Regions from separate parts of the Mus musculus genome. Here region 2 is linked to region 1. The links are chromatin contacts, called in public promoter capture Hi-C maps. All regions are on one chromosome and are shown on one strand. The core of a region is the stretch at or near the end of the contact, and the rest is flanking DNA. Distances in the headings are between cores, read along the strand shown.

The links. Promoter capture Hi-C pulls out the DNA fragments that hold promoters and counts their contacts.
Region 2: a promoter capture Hi-C map of hippocampal neurons shows a contact between it and region 1, with 3 times the contacts expected there. The contact joins the promoter of Baiap2l1 here to the promoter of 0610040B10Rik in region 1. A contact is called at or near these places in 3 of 39 promoter capture datasets (hippocampal neurons, pre-B cells and stem cell-derived epiblast-like cells).

What each region holds. Positions count from the first base shown.
Region 1 is chr5:143,325,482-143,332,375 of GRCm38.p6, reverse strand. It overlaps 0610040B10Rik (RIKEN cDNA 0610040B10 gene), which reads right to left and starts at 3,068. Exons shown (of 2, transcript NR_027874.1): 1 at 3,023-3,068; 2 at 1-65. It overlaps Zdhhc4 (zinc finger, DHHC domain containing 4), which reads left to right and starts at 3,138. Exons shown (of 8, transcript NM_028379.5): 1 at 3,138-3,210; 2 at 3,806-3,985; 3 at 6,153-6,277. The coding sequence starts at 6,161.
Region 2 is chr5:144,354,021-144,360,914 of GRCm38.p6, reverse strand. Baiap2l1 (BAI1-associated protein 2-like 1) reads left to right here and starts at 2,803. Exons shown (of 14, transcript NM_025833.3): 1 at 2,803-3,124. The coding sequence starts at 3,074. Dmrt1i (Dmrt1 interacting ncRNA) reads right to left here and starts at 2,992. Exons shown (of 2, transcript NR_102374.1): 1 at 2,871-2,992; 2 at 1-462.

The DNA of each region.
Region 1 (6,894 bases), core at 1,819-4,318:
ATTTTGGCTTCTGTCTTTTTCCTATTGCCTTATAAAGCAGATTCCAGCATTTGTGACTGGAGGTTCTGAGTGACAGAGAGGAAAAAAGAAAAGTTAGAGAAACATTTGTTTTCAAAAGTCATCAAAGCACTGAGAAGTTTACCCACAACTTTTACTGTGGAGACCGGGTTCTGTCATGTCTAACCTGAGTTCCCCTTGGCCTCTCTATCCTCTTATATCAAGCACGTTCCTGAGTGTGGGTTACAGGAGTGTGTCTGTATGTCCAGGTCCAGGCTGGCCTCAAACTCACAACTCTCTCCCCCCAACCTCTTGAATTTCCTCTTTCACACCCCCAGCCCCCAGAATTACAGACTGTACTGCCAGATCTGGTTCTGCACAATTTTTTAAGCTATGAATACATCATTGAAAAACTATTTGTAACATTACAAAGTAGACAAGCAGTGGTGGCACACGCCTTTGATCCCGGCACTCAGGAGGCAAAAGCAGGCAGATCTCTGTGAGTTCCAGGCCAGCCTGGTCTACAAGGGTGAGTTCCAGAACAGGACCACCAGAGAAATCCTTTCTTGAACTGCCCTCCCCTGTAAAAAGAAATAGACAAAGGAGAATAGAACATAGTGTCCACAGCAAGAATGTTTTGTTTTGTTTTTCCAGACTGAGCCTCACTGTATGGTCTGGCTATCCTAGAACTCACTATATACACTAGACTGGCCTCTAACTTACAGAAATCCATCTGCCCTTGCCTCCTTCTGGATGCTGGTATTAAAGGTATGCACCATCACTCCTGGCTGAAACTGTCTATAATAGAGATAGGTGTGTCCAATCTGTGGCCTACACACTGAATGCAGGGTCTTACGTAACCTAAGGTGGCTTCGAACTTGTGTAACTGAGGATGACTTTAAACTTACACTCCTTCTGCCTTCACCTCCCCAGAAATAGCATTAGAGGCTTGTGCCACCATGCTAGGTTTCACACGGTGCCTGAGATGGAACCCACGGTCTACCCAGTGACCTACAGCCCCAGTGGAGAGTTTGCAATTTCTATCGACTCTTATGTCCCCTTGAACAAGAAACTCAGCTGGTACCTATTAGTCAATATGTATTTAATGAATGAATATGTATTCATAAATACAAAGTGCTTTTTGGCCAGTCCTATAACCCCAGCACTCATGAAGCCCACTCAAGAGGTACCAGCCTGGGGTACATCATGAGAAATTACATCTCTCACCAAAAAAAAAGTTTGCAGAATACATATTAAATGAGGATGCTTCCATCACAGATGAGGTGGTCAGCGAAGATTTTGTCCTGGATAACTTAACTCACTTACATCCCAACCCTTCTCTTTGTGTGATATAACCAAAGGCAACAGAACACAAGATGAAATGGATGACGGAACCGAGAATCAAAGTTAGTCAGAACAGAAACTTTTAGAGAAGACCACGAAGTCCTTCATTTACATGGGGGAAAGAAAGAAAATTCAAGGTATTTAATTACAGCAGGGTGGAGAACTGCTTGATGAAGCAGTAGCTTTCTCTGGATGCCAGATGACCTCCGTAATGTAACCAGTCTTTCAGGACTCCCCACACCTGCTCACTCTGCTCCCAACATTGCAAAGGCCTTGGATACAATACATTCAGAAAGGTAGTTGTTTTCTTTCTTTTCTTTTTTTTTTTTTTCTAAAAGGAAAAAGAAATGAGAAGCTGGGGTAGGAAGCAAAGCAAACAGGAGAGGGGAGCTTTGAGGCTAATGCTTAGAGATCAGACATTTTTTTCCTCAAAGGGAACCTGTTTTTCAGAGGCGTCAAGAATAGTTCTCGGAGGACCTGGGGGGCACTCAGACAAAGCAGCACCCCCATCCCCTCCAGGAACCTTCTCAGTGCTATGTTTAGCAGCAGCTCCTCTCAAGCCAAGCCTGCCCATTATCAAAACAGCCTTTTTATCCTCAGGGATAAAACACTAGTCACTGCTCCCCACAGGGAGGACGTTAAAGCTGTGCACAGAGATGGCAGGAGTAGGGGCATGCGGTCAGCAGAACCTGACTCACAGGGGGACATACTGTGACCCCTGCAGTGGAACATGCTGGGACTGTTGGGACAGGGCCCAGTGGTGTGTCTGCCAGGAAGACACAGGTGTCCCTGTCTAGGTACCTGCTGGGTGGTCAAGGGTTACTGCTGAGTTCCCGCCAGGACATGCAAAGGCTCGGCACAGTCCAGCAGTTCTCCTGCACCGACCCAAGACAGCCTTCATATTCTGTCAAAAGTGCTCGAAAATTCCAGTTCCTGTGTTAGGTGTGCCTGCCATCCCAACCAAAGTTAGGCTGAGACAGGAGGTTCAAAAGCCCAAGGCCAGCCTGGTATAATTTGGTGGGACTTTAATTTTGTTTGCTCATTTGTTTTGTTTTGTTTTAGAAAAGGTCTAGCTATGTAGCCCTGCCTGTCCCGGAACTCATGTAAACAAGGCTGACCTCTGACTCAGAGAGACCTGCCTCTGTTTCCTTAGGGCGGTGAATAAAGTCATGGGCCACTATGCCTAGCTGAGATCATATTTTGGAAAGAAATTCTTAAAAAGAAAATAGCTAGGGCTGGAGAGATGGCTCAGCGGTTAAGAGCACTGACTGCTCTTCCAGAGGTCCTGAGTTCAAATCCCCCCAACCATATGGTGGCTCACAACCATCTGTAATGGGATTTGATGCCCTCTTCTGGTGTGTCTGGAGACAGCGACATTGGACTCACATAAAATAAATAAAACAAATCTTTTTTTTTTTTTAAAGAAGAAAAAGAAAATAGCTTTTTAAATCTACGCACATACAAGAAATCAGAATTACACTCAGCGGATCACAACAAGCAAACACACCCACAAGAATCAAATCAAGGCCACGAAAATGGGACGGGGTTGGGAGAACGAAGGACTCGTACATAGGCAGTAAATTGTCAAGTAATAATAAAAGTGCGAAGGAAGAGAGAGCAGAGGACGAGGGAGGGAGAAAGACAAACGTTAAGAGAAAAAGAAAAGAGAAAGAAAACCTACGACGGTACGAAAACACAATCGGCTCGCAGAACCAGAGGCCAAAGACAATAATTTCCGGCCTCCCGCTACTTTTTCCGTCGGAAGTCGCCTCCGTCGCGGGCACTGATGACGCCATGGACGCGCCGGAAGTCTTGGGGAGCGCTCCGCTGGGGTCCGCCGGCAGCGGCGGACGGTTGGCCCGGTTTGGGGTAAGGCGGCTCCGGAAGGCTCTGTGACACCCCGGCTGGGCGGCGGCCGTCGGGACCCCGTGTTTGAGTGAGAGCACAGTCCTCTCCGAGCCCCCTGCATCCCGCTCGCTGTGTCCCCTCCTCTTCCAGTCGTTGTCCGGGCTCCGGACGTAGTTGCCGTCTCCCAGCCTGCTTCCGAGCCTCCCTTGTCTCCTCTGAGCCTGATGCGTCCGGGATCTGGTTGTGGGATGGGCTCCATTCACCACTGCCCTTCCCTGGTTCCCCGCAGCTGCAGATTCTGTGACCTCAAGCATGCAAGGGCCTTGAATAATGTACCCGGAAAGTGTCCAGCAAAGGGAAACGACTGGGGCCCTACCCCATGTGGACAACCTCACCATGCGTCTGGACCCCGGTGTGGGCGCCTCAGTGATAGGCGTAGTGACAGTGACAGTGACAGCTAGAGGGATGATAGACCCCCAAACTAGTGGACTTTGAAGTTTTCTTCCCAGGTCAGCAGCGGTACAGCATCCTCTACTTCTGAATGCCTTTCACAGTGCACTCTGCCATGGAGACTTATTCAGCAGTATGTAAGTGTTGCGTTTGATTGTCTCCGCAGCCGGTTCCAGCCTCCTGGAACAACCATGTCGCCAGTTTTGCGCGTGCCAAATTCACGGCGCTGCCCAAGCGGAGCTGCTATCTGAATTCTCCTTGGATGTGGCAAAGGGAAATGAACGCAAAAGGTGCCGCTGGAAGTGTCCGACCTAGAGAAATATGTAGACCGGAGCCCTGTTACCTTGTGAGAATGGCATTTTTTTGTTTGTTTCCTTTTTGTTAATAGTTTCTGTTTTGATTCTCTGCGTTGGAATTTTGGTCCAGAATCCTGCCTCGTAAAGCCAATGTCAGTGTTCCCAGTTTCTTAACACGGGCTTTTTATATTTCATCATTCTGGTCTGGAGGGTGATGGGTGACATCATGACCACTGACCTGTTAAATATGCCCAAGTTTGGGTGTGGGACCCTGACTACCTCTAGGAGTTGCTCATTCTGATGAGGTCGGCGCAGGTTCTTTTGCAGGACTTTATCAGTATCCATGTGAATATTTAAAGATGTAAAAGGGTGTATTGCTGGGTGTGGTGGTGCACTTCTGGAATCCCAACCCTTTGAAAGCTGAGACAGGAGAATTCTGAGTTCCAAACTAGCCTGGCCTGCATAGTCAGATCCTGTCTCAAAAAACAAGGGGTTGGTGGGCTGGGAGCTCGCTCGGTGAGTGAGGGTGCTTGCTGTGCAAGCACAAAGTCCTGAGCTTGGATCCCCAGCACCAACGTGAGTGTGCTTTAATGCATGTCAGCCTCGCCACAAAACGTTGAGCTCCAGGTCCGAGCTACAGATCCCAGAGGCTCTCAGTCTTCCTAATGCTGTGACCTCTTAATACAGTTCTTCATGTTGTGGGGACCCTCGGCCATAAAGTTACTTTCCTTGCTACTTCACACGTGTGATTTTGCTTCTGTTACAAATCCTAATGTAAAGGTCTATCTATGCTTCTGGTTTGGCAGTGCAGATCTACAGTCCAGCATGGGGGAGGGGGACAGTAGGCTCTGTTGGGCTTGCTGGCCAGTCAGTCTAGCTGAGCTTGTGAGCTATAGGTTCAGAGAGGATAGGTTCAGAGAGGGAGCACATCATACAAGCTGTGGTAAGGGGCTGGGGTGGTGGCTATCTTATAGATTGCTTGCCCAGCATACGTGACATGAAGTCCTAGGTTCAATTCTCAATATTGATGGGGGTGGGGTGGGAAGGAACCCACTAGACTTGAGGTTGTCTTGACCAATACTTTGTATGGAGAGCTAGCTTAGCGAAGTACTTGTCTTGCAAGTGTGAAGACCAGAGTTCAAATCTCCAGAACATATGTCGAAGCCTGATGTAGCAGTATGTGCCTATGTAATCCCAGTTTTCCCACTGTGAACTGGGAGAGTCCTCAGAAACACACAGGCCAGCTAGCCTGGTGGACACCATGGAGAGCAAGCAAGAAACCCTGTCTCAAACAAGGTGGAGGGTGAGGACTAACACCAGAGGTTGTCTTCTGACTGCCACATACACCTTAGGGTATATATCAACACACACACACACAAATTCTCAGAAACTAAAAGTAAGTCTGGGGGCTGGTGAGATGGCTCAGTGGGTAAGAGCACCCGACTGCTCTTCCAAAGGTCCAGAGTTCAAATCCCAGCAACCACATGGTGGCTCACAACCATCTGTAACAAGATCTGACTCCCTCTTCTGGAGTGTCTGAAGACAGCTACAGTGTACTTACATGTAATGGATAAGTGAATCTTTTAAAAAAAAAAAAAAGTAAGTCTGGGCATGGTTACACACACCTTTAATCCTGGTACTTGTGATGCAGAGTCAGGTGGATCTCTATTGAGGCCAGCTTGCTCTATGTTGTGAGACCTTATGTCATATAACAACAAAATAATAGCCAAGCCCCTGTGCTAGTGAGATGTCTCACTGGGGAAGGGCGTCGGCTGCCGTGCCTGAAGAACCTGTGTTCGAACCCCAGGACTCATACGGTGGAAGGAGAGAAACAACTCTTAAAAGTTGTCACACACACACACACACACATACACACACACACACACACACACTGTGTGCTGTGGTACTCACATATGCACAGAGACAAGTAAATAGAATGTAATTTAAAATGAAGGGGAGCATGATTGAGGAAGATACCCTATCTCAACCTCTGGATCAAGGCACACATGAACATGTCCATGCACACTTGCAGACACACGTGCACACACAGACATGTGCACACACTGCCTACAGACTAATGAAGGGATTTGTTCATCTTGAGGATGGCCTAATCCGAGTGTGAATCTCACCTGCAGGAGTGAGCCCAGGGCCGGAATACATGCTGGGAATAAATCCCTCAACAGCAGCTGCTCACGCCTGCCGTCTCTTCCTTCGCAGCCTCCAGCATGGACTTCCTGGTTCTCTTCTTGTTCTACTTGGCCTTCTTATTGATTTGTGTTGTCCTGATCTGCATCTTCACAAAAAGCCAGCGTTTGAAGGCCGTGGTCCTTGGAGGAGCACAGGTAGCACTGGTCCTTGGGTACTGCCCGGATGTGAATACTGTGTTAGGTGCTAGTCTGGAAGGCTCACAAGACAAGGGGATGTGAGTCTTGTCTTTAATCCTGGCACTTGGGAGGCTGAGGCTTCGGGGCCAGTTGGGGCTACATCGCAAGAGCCTGTGTCCAAACAAACAAAACGTTGTCTTTTTGCTTTGAGATAGGTCGAATAGGTCGAATTTTCAAGGTTGGCTTTTTAAACAGTGTGTAATGTCTGTATTTGGTTGTGACTCCTGTTTGCCTAGACATGCTTGTAGCAGGTGTGAACTCAGGAGGACACAAGTGACCAGAAAGCTGAGCATCTAGCTGTCAATCTTCCCTTCACATTGTCCCATCTGTCTTCCCTTGGGGGTCAAAGCAAAGTGGGGGCAAGTAGCCACGAAGGGGTTGACTTGGGAGGACCCTGGGGATCTGGAGGCCAATCTTGAGCATGGAGCAGACCTGAGGGTTAGGGAAGCCCACGTCCACAGCAGCCTCTGCACACCCCCTTTCCCCACAGACTCCAACAGACACATTCTGTGCAGTCAAGGTAGAAATGGAGGTGTTCTCTACACCTCCTAAATCCTAGCACTTAGGAAGCTGAG
Region 2 (6,894 bases), core at 1,554-4,053, 1.0 Mb before region 1:
ACCCAGCCAGAATCCCCCTATGAGGGCGTAGGGCACAGCTTAGCAGTAGAACACTTGCCTAGCATAAGCAAGGCCTTGGGTTCTATAAATACAAAACTGGCCATTCTAAAAAGATTTTCAGGAAGCAGGAAGATCGTAAGTAGGAAGTTATTTCCACAAAGTTGAGTTTGATATGCCCAGATAATCAATGCAAAGATTTGCATACACTTGAGAACTTCAATCTCTGATCAAATTCCAACCATGGCGATCTAACTGGGCCATCTGAGATCCTCACTGGCTTTATGACAGCTTGTTAAACTGTCCTCTCTGGCTCGGAACTGGTGCTGCCAAGCTGCGGGCTGTTAAAGGTTAAGCTTCCGCTCTCTTTCCAGCTCCTCGGATGACTGCCTGGCAGTGGAGGGTGAAATGACCTCATTCGTCAGAAGGAAGACACAGAAAGAGGTTCTGAGACAAAAAGGGGATCTGCCAAGGAAAGACAAGGAGTTTTCAAGTTCAAATAAAAGCCAGAAGACACCCTTGGTGAACCCTAATATGTAATGGTAGTAATTATAGAGTCCTGCTTACCACCCCGCATATGACAAGTGAACCCCAGTTGGCACATTTTCTGAGCCAGCTCCTAAAGATCCTTTAAAGACATGGGGAGCGTCTCCCACTGCCTCCAACATAGGGCTGAGGTGTTATTCCCTCCACCATGCAACCCACACCAACCACCATTTGCTTCCCAAGCCAGATATGTTTTATAGCCTGCAAAACGTGATAAGACTGCCCCAGAGTCCAAGTGCTTGTGTCTGTTCTAAGTCCAGAGTCATCCCATACTTTCAGTGTTTCCATCTGGGGCACACAGTGCTTTCTTTGTGTGTATTTCCCAGTGAACTTTATCCTGGAGCAGTTTAGAAGCTTCGTATCCTCCAAGCTCATAAACAAAGCAATCGTACCTGGACAGCTTTTAAAAATAAAGCCTTGCCCACTCCGGCTGAGTTCAAGTCTCAAGCGCTGAGTGTGTTTTCTGCTAGGAGAAGGTTGCTGTGGCCCTGGAGTCTGGGTCACCTCAGTCCTAGGTGTGTACTCTAGGACATGTTCAGAGCTGGGTTGGGTGTGACTGGGTAGACAACAGGAAGCACCAGGAAGGACTAGGGAGACAGCTCAGTAGTTAAGAACACTGGCTGTTCTTCCAGAGGACCTAGGTTTGTTTCCCAGTACCCACATGATGGTCACAACCTTCTGCAACCCAAGTTTCAGGGAATCTGAAGCCCTCTTCTGACCTCTGACATATGCACCAGGCATGTACATATATATGTATCAGTCACAGATGACATACATGCAGTCCAAGTAGCTTACACATAAAATAAAAGTTTTAAATAATGTGCCAGGAGCCACACACCTACATGGCCTCTACAAGATGAAAGAAAGCACAGACATCCTAGACGCCTCAGCCGACCTGGGGGCTGAGGAAATGGGTCAGTTTGTAAAGTGCCTGTGGTGCGAACATTGGGACCTGGGTTCCATCTGCGGAACCCATGTGAAAAGCTACATACAGTAGATATGCTCTTGTACTCCCAGTGCTGGGAATTTGGGAGACAGGTGGATTCATGGGGCTTGTGGAGACTTGATAGCCATCAGTCTATCCTTTTTAGCTACTTCAGTAAGAGACTCTGTCTCCAAGATATATATAGTAGATATCGGCTGAGGAATGACGCCCAAGGTTGACTTCTTGTAACACACACACACACACACACACACACAGAGGAAATTTTTAGACAGTCTTGTGATTTACATAGTTGTAAAGCATGGGATTTTAAACTTATTCTTAATGTTCTGTTATTCCAGTAATCAGATCTTGGCGTTAGTTACTTTTTTTGGCACCCCGGAACTTTCAAAATTGTGGGTGGCTCCATCCATGAGAAACCATGCCCCGTGGACCTTCAATCAGGGAAACCGATTCGTAGGAGGTATGTGGAAGTTACTCAAAGGCAGAGAGCTTAGAGGATTCACCTGCGGAGGATGTGAGCCTCGAGCTTTCAGAGCCAGCACCTTGTGGCGGACACTAGACCAAAGACCTAGAAGCCCAAAGGTCCAGGTCCTGTTCTAAAAGACACCACAGTGTAGGGGCTTGGCTGGAACTCTGGGAGGGCCGGGAGAGGGCGAACAGAGGTATTACCTCCACTGCCAAGCCTTAGGCGAGATGGCCTGGTCCACTGGGTCCAGCCACCTCGCCTTGTACTGCTCCAGCCTCGCCCACCAGGCTGCTCAGCCACGCCCACACGAGGAAGACTCTCCCATTCCCTTGCCTGCCTCAGCTGGGGCTGTCTAAACCACGCCATCCTCGCTTCAGCACCGCCCATCGGTCTGCTAGACCGCGCCCACCGGCTCAACTCTGCGGTGCCACTCTGGCGGACACAGCTAGGGCGACTTCGTTCACTCCGTCCCTTCTTGTTTCGGCCACGCCCATCCGCCATCTAGGCCACGCCCATCAGTCCATTTCAGGTGGGGGGAGTAAGGGCGCGTCCCCTCCCCTTGGCTTCTCCCTCTTGTTGGCCTCTCAGACCCCACCCCCGCTCCACGTCTCAGCTGGGGCCAATCAGTCCGGCGCGCTGGCCGGGCTTCTGCTCCGCTTAGCAAGCCCCTAGGCCACGCCCACCTAGCGCAACAAGTCTCTTCCAGGTTCCCCCGGTTGCCCCAAAAGATCGACCCTCCCACCAGGCTGTCTCCGCGCGAGGCCGCCCCGCCCACTCTAGAGTACTCAGCCTAGGCCCCGCCCACCTCAGGTGGGGCTGCCCCGCCCTCTGGCCGTACGGCCCCGCCCACTCCGCCCGCCTCAGGTGGGGCTGCCCGTCCCTTTGCTCGTCCCAGCCTTGGCAGGCTACGTCTACCTCGCAGCTCCTTACAGACCGAAGCGCCGCAAAGTTTTGACATTTTGGCAGCAGAGACGCGCACTGACTCTCTCCCGCTGACAGCTGTGGCGGCGGCCGACTCTCAAGGACCACTCAGTCTCAAGTCCTAGGCGCTCCCGCCGCCCGGCGGCCACGAGGCCCCGCCGCGTCCTCCCGCGCTCGCCCTCCCGGAGGCTGCAGCCATGTCTCGGGGGCCGGAGGAGGTGAACCGGCTCACGGAGAACACGTACCGGGTAAGTGTGGGACTTTGCGGAGCTCGAGACGGGAGACCGGGGGGATCCGGGACTCTGTGGTTCCAGGCTGAGGGCGGAGGCTGGGAGGCCCGGAGACTTGGGAACTCCAGGGTTCGAGGCCAGGAACGTGAGCCCGGACAAGCAGCTGACCATTGTCGCCAGCGGGGTCGGTCGAGATTCTTTTTCGCTTTTGAGATAAAGTGGGGACTTTACATGATAAGGGCCTCCCCTTCCCCCTTGGACCCTTGGAGACTCCCAGGGACCCCACATTTCCCGTGTTGGGGGAAGGGGATTGGAGACGTGGACGACAATCCGCGGGGTCCCCGAGAGGTTCTTATCCTCCCCCAACTTCTCTTTGTGGTCAGTGACTGCGCTGGTCTGACCGCTGGGGCTAACCCCTCCCCAGATCCAAAAGAGAGAGAGAAAAGAGACAAGCTCGAGTTTCCTCGGAGAAAAGAAAGAATGTAGGGGAGAAACTCCTCCGTAATTAGGAATCCATCGCCAGGTGAGCCTGGCTCCCTCGGCTCAGGGAATTTTCTAGGCTGCCAGGGAATCTGCTCCTGGGAAGACTTGAAACGCCTTCGCCCTCTTGGACTCTTTCATACAGTAGCTTTTAAGTTCGATTTGGCTTTTGATTACTTTTTGTTTAGCGTTTTGACAGTTTTATACATCTATATACAATTATTATGAGCATGTTCGCCCGCAGTTGGACTGTTTCTACGTTCATGATTTGGGGAGGTTATTGGAGTCAGAGAGCACTGAGATTTTAATAAGAATTGACTTAAGCTGACAGAACGTGTGGTGATTGGTCGCTTAACTGGCATGTTATGTGAGAGAATTTTTCCAGAAACAGACATGGGATTAGTGGCCAGTTTAGTAAGTTTAAGTACTTATAAATGAATTCCATTTGAAATGAGATATCCGTTTAATCATCTGCTATTAATAGAATACAAAACAACTTTTGTTTTAATTCCACTTAGGTCCACTGAACCCCTGAGATTTAAAGTTCTCTAAATTTACTTGTAGTCATGATTAAAACCCACTCTTTGGTCATTTCTCTAGATTCTTTTTTCACCCACTCTTTGGTCATTTCTCTAGTTTTTTTTTTTTCACCCCTAAAATTGAGTTTCTAGATTTGCAAGGTCTTAGTTCCTGAAATCAGAATTTATTGAGTTGCTGGAAAATCATTTTAAAGCAGCATGAAAATATTTTCAGAATTCATTGTGGCTCCAAATCATATCCACCCCTCCATGTGTGCACTATAACATTTATTCTAGATAGACAAAGTAGACTGTATTATTATGATTTTGAAGGTTCACAACTGTGACCAAAACCTGTTCCTATTAGTGTGCTTCCTTAATTAAATGATAATTTTTAGAAATGCCAGAAATTTGAATGTTTAAAGCCTTGTATTTGGATTGGCATTGTTCAGACTTAAATGATGTGAAGCCGGTAGAACTGGGGTGTGGGGTGTCGACAGAGTATGGAAGTAAAATGCCCTAGCGTGGGGGAGACAAGATACTCAGATGAATACTCAGTCAAGGAAAAACCATAACTGAGGAATGTGGGTTATTTATTGTAGTCTGTGCGTGGAATCCGAGCATCTGCTGCAGTGGAAAACACAGGCACAGTTAAGTTTCTCAAACACAATTGATTGTTTATCTTGCTGGTCTGGAAAGAAAATGTCAACTTTAGACAAGCAATCAGATGCCCTGAGCAAACTGTTCTTTTTCTCACTTCTGACTGAGAAACCTTTGGTTGGTGTGGGCAGGCAGATTACAGTACCACAAAAATGAACCACCTTGGCCTGTCTTTCTACCCACAGAGCTGGAGTAAGAGGAAGACTGTTGATTTTGTTGGTTTGGTTGTTGTTGACTGTTGATTTTGTTGTTTTGGTTATCCGCATTGGTAGACGTAAGGCATAGTTAGTCCTTTTGGGGATGTTTTGTTTTCTGACAGGGTCTCACTATGTAGCCCTGATTGGCCTGGAATTTGATATGTAGACCCGGTTGACCTCAGATTCAGAAGTTCACCTTCCTCTGCCCCCTCCCAAGGGCTGAGGTTAAAGCACTACAACTCCTAGCTATTTAGTTGTTGTTGTTGTTGTTTATTTGTTTGTTTGTTTTTTTCCTTATTCTTTTTTTAAAGACACTCTTGTATATGTAGTCTAGGCTAGCTTTCCTATGAACTCGCTATGTATCCCAGGCTGGTCTCAGCCTCCCCAATGCTGGGGTTGGAAGTGTGCACCGCCATACTGGCTCATTTTCAGTTTTGAAAGGTTGTAATAGATTGAAGATCAGAAACCAGTGTGTTATTGGTTTCCATCCCCAAGTGTTGAAACATTTCAAAAGCTCGCTAAATGTCAATTGATTTTAACCAGGATTTCCTTGTTAATATTTTGGGGTCAGGTTTGTTTTGTTTTGTTTTGTTTTTAATGTGGAGATAATGGGATTTAAAAAAAATCACAGCACTAGACAGGAGATTTCTATATCTATAAAACAAAGTGGAGGCTGCTAGCCCATAGTTTGACTCTAAGGAGATGCACACTTAAATTTACATTTATGGGGGTGATTGGAAGCCTGAAAAGCCTTTTATTATAATTGAGGCTAAAAACTATTTAAGTGCAACATTGCAAGAATTCTACTGGCAATGTTGGTGAATGTGTTCTTTTAAAAACAGATTTCTTTTTTTCTTTTTCTGCTTTCTTTTTTCTTTCTTTTCTTTCTTTTTTTTTTTTTTTTCCCCTGAAACAGGGTTTCTCTGTGTAGCCCTGGCTGTCCTGGAACTCACTCTATAGACCAGGCTGGCCTCAAACTCAAAAATTCGCCTGCCTCTGCCTCCCAAGTGCTGGAATTAAAAGCATACACCACCACTGCCTAGCTAAAAACAGATTTCTTTGTGTTACCTGGCAATATTTCACTAATAGAAATACAACCTAACCAGGTGCATTTACAAAGGCCACCTGCAAATGAGATTTAATGTCTTGCCTCTCTGGGTTTTAGTTTTGTGTGTGTGTGTGTGTGTGTGTGTGTGTGTTGTCTTTTAATACTCAAATATCTTTTAAATAAAGGAATAAATTCTTTAGGGCAATGGAAGGTTGGTAAAGTAGTGTGATCCTCTATGCAGTATCATATCTACCTAAATATATATTTATACATTGGCACAGTGTTTTATAAATGTACTTAAACAAATGATTACTGGATATCCATGCTAACTCGCGGACGGATGTTACGTTTTACCGTTTCATAAACAAATAGCATGATAATGAGCCCCAAAAGAAAAAGTACTGTTGATGATTTCAGTTTAGTCAAAGATAGCAATCTCCTTTCCATGTTTAGCACATAGTGTGCCCAGAATTTGCCCTCGGAAGCCTTCTTGTGACTTTTACGTGCTTTTTTGATAAGAAACGTGCTTTAGTGAGTAAGGGTGAGGTAAAGCTCAAAAACCTTTGCTTAAGAGGAACCACGACCAGCCGGGCAGTGGTGGCGCACGCCTTTGATCCCAGCACTCGGGAGGCAGAGGCAGGCGGATTTCTGAGTTCGAGGCCAGCCTGGTCTACAGAGTGAGTTCCAGGACAGCCAGGGCTACACAGAGAAACCCTGTCTTGAAAAAACAAACAAACAAACAAACAAAACACACACACACACACACACACAAAAAAGAGGAACCACAACCTTCCTAGCAGTTAGGATTTTAAAGTCTTAGGAGATTGAGAAAGAATGGATGTGGTATCACCCAAGGACATCCTACCTGCGTGCATCTTAAAATGA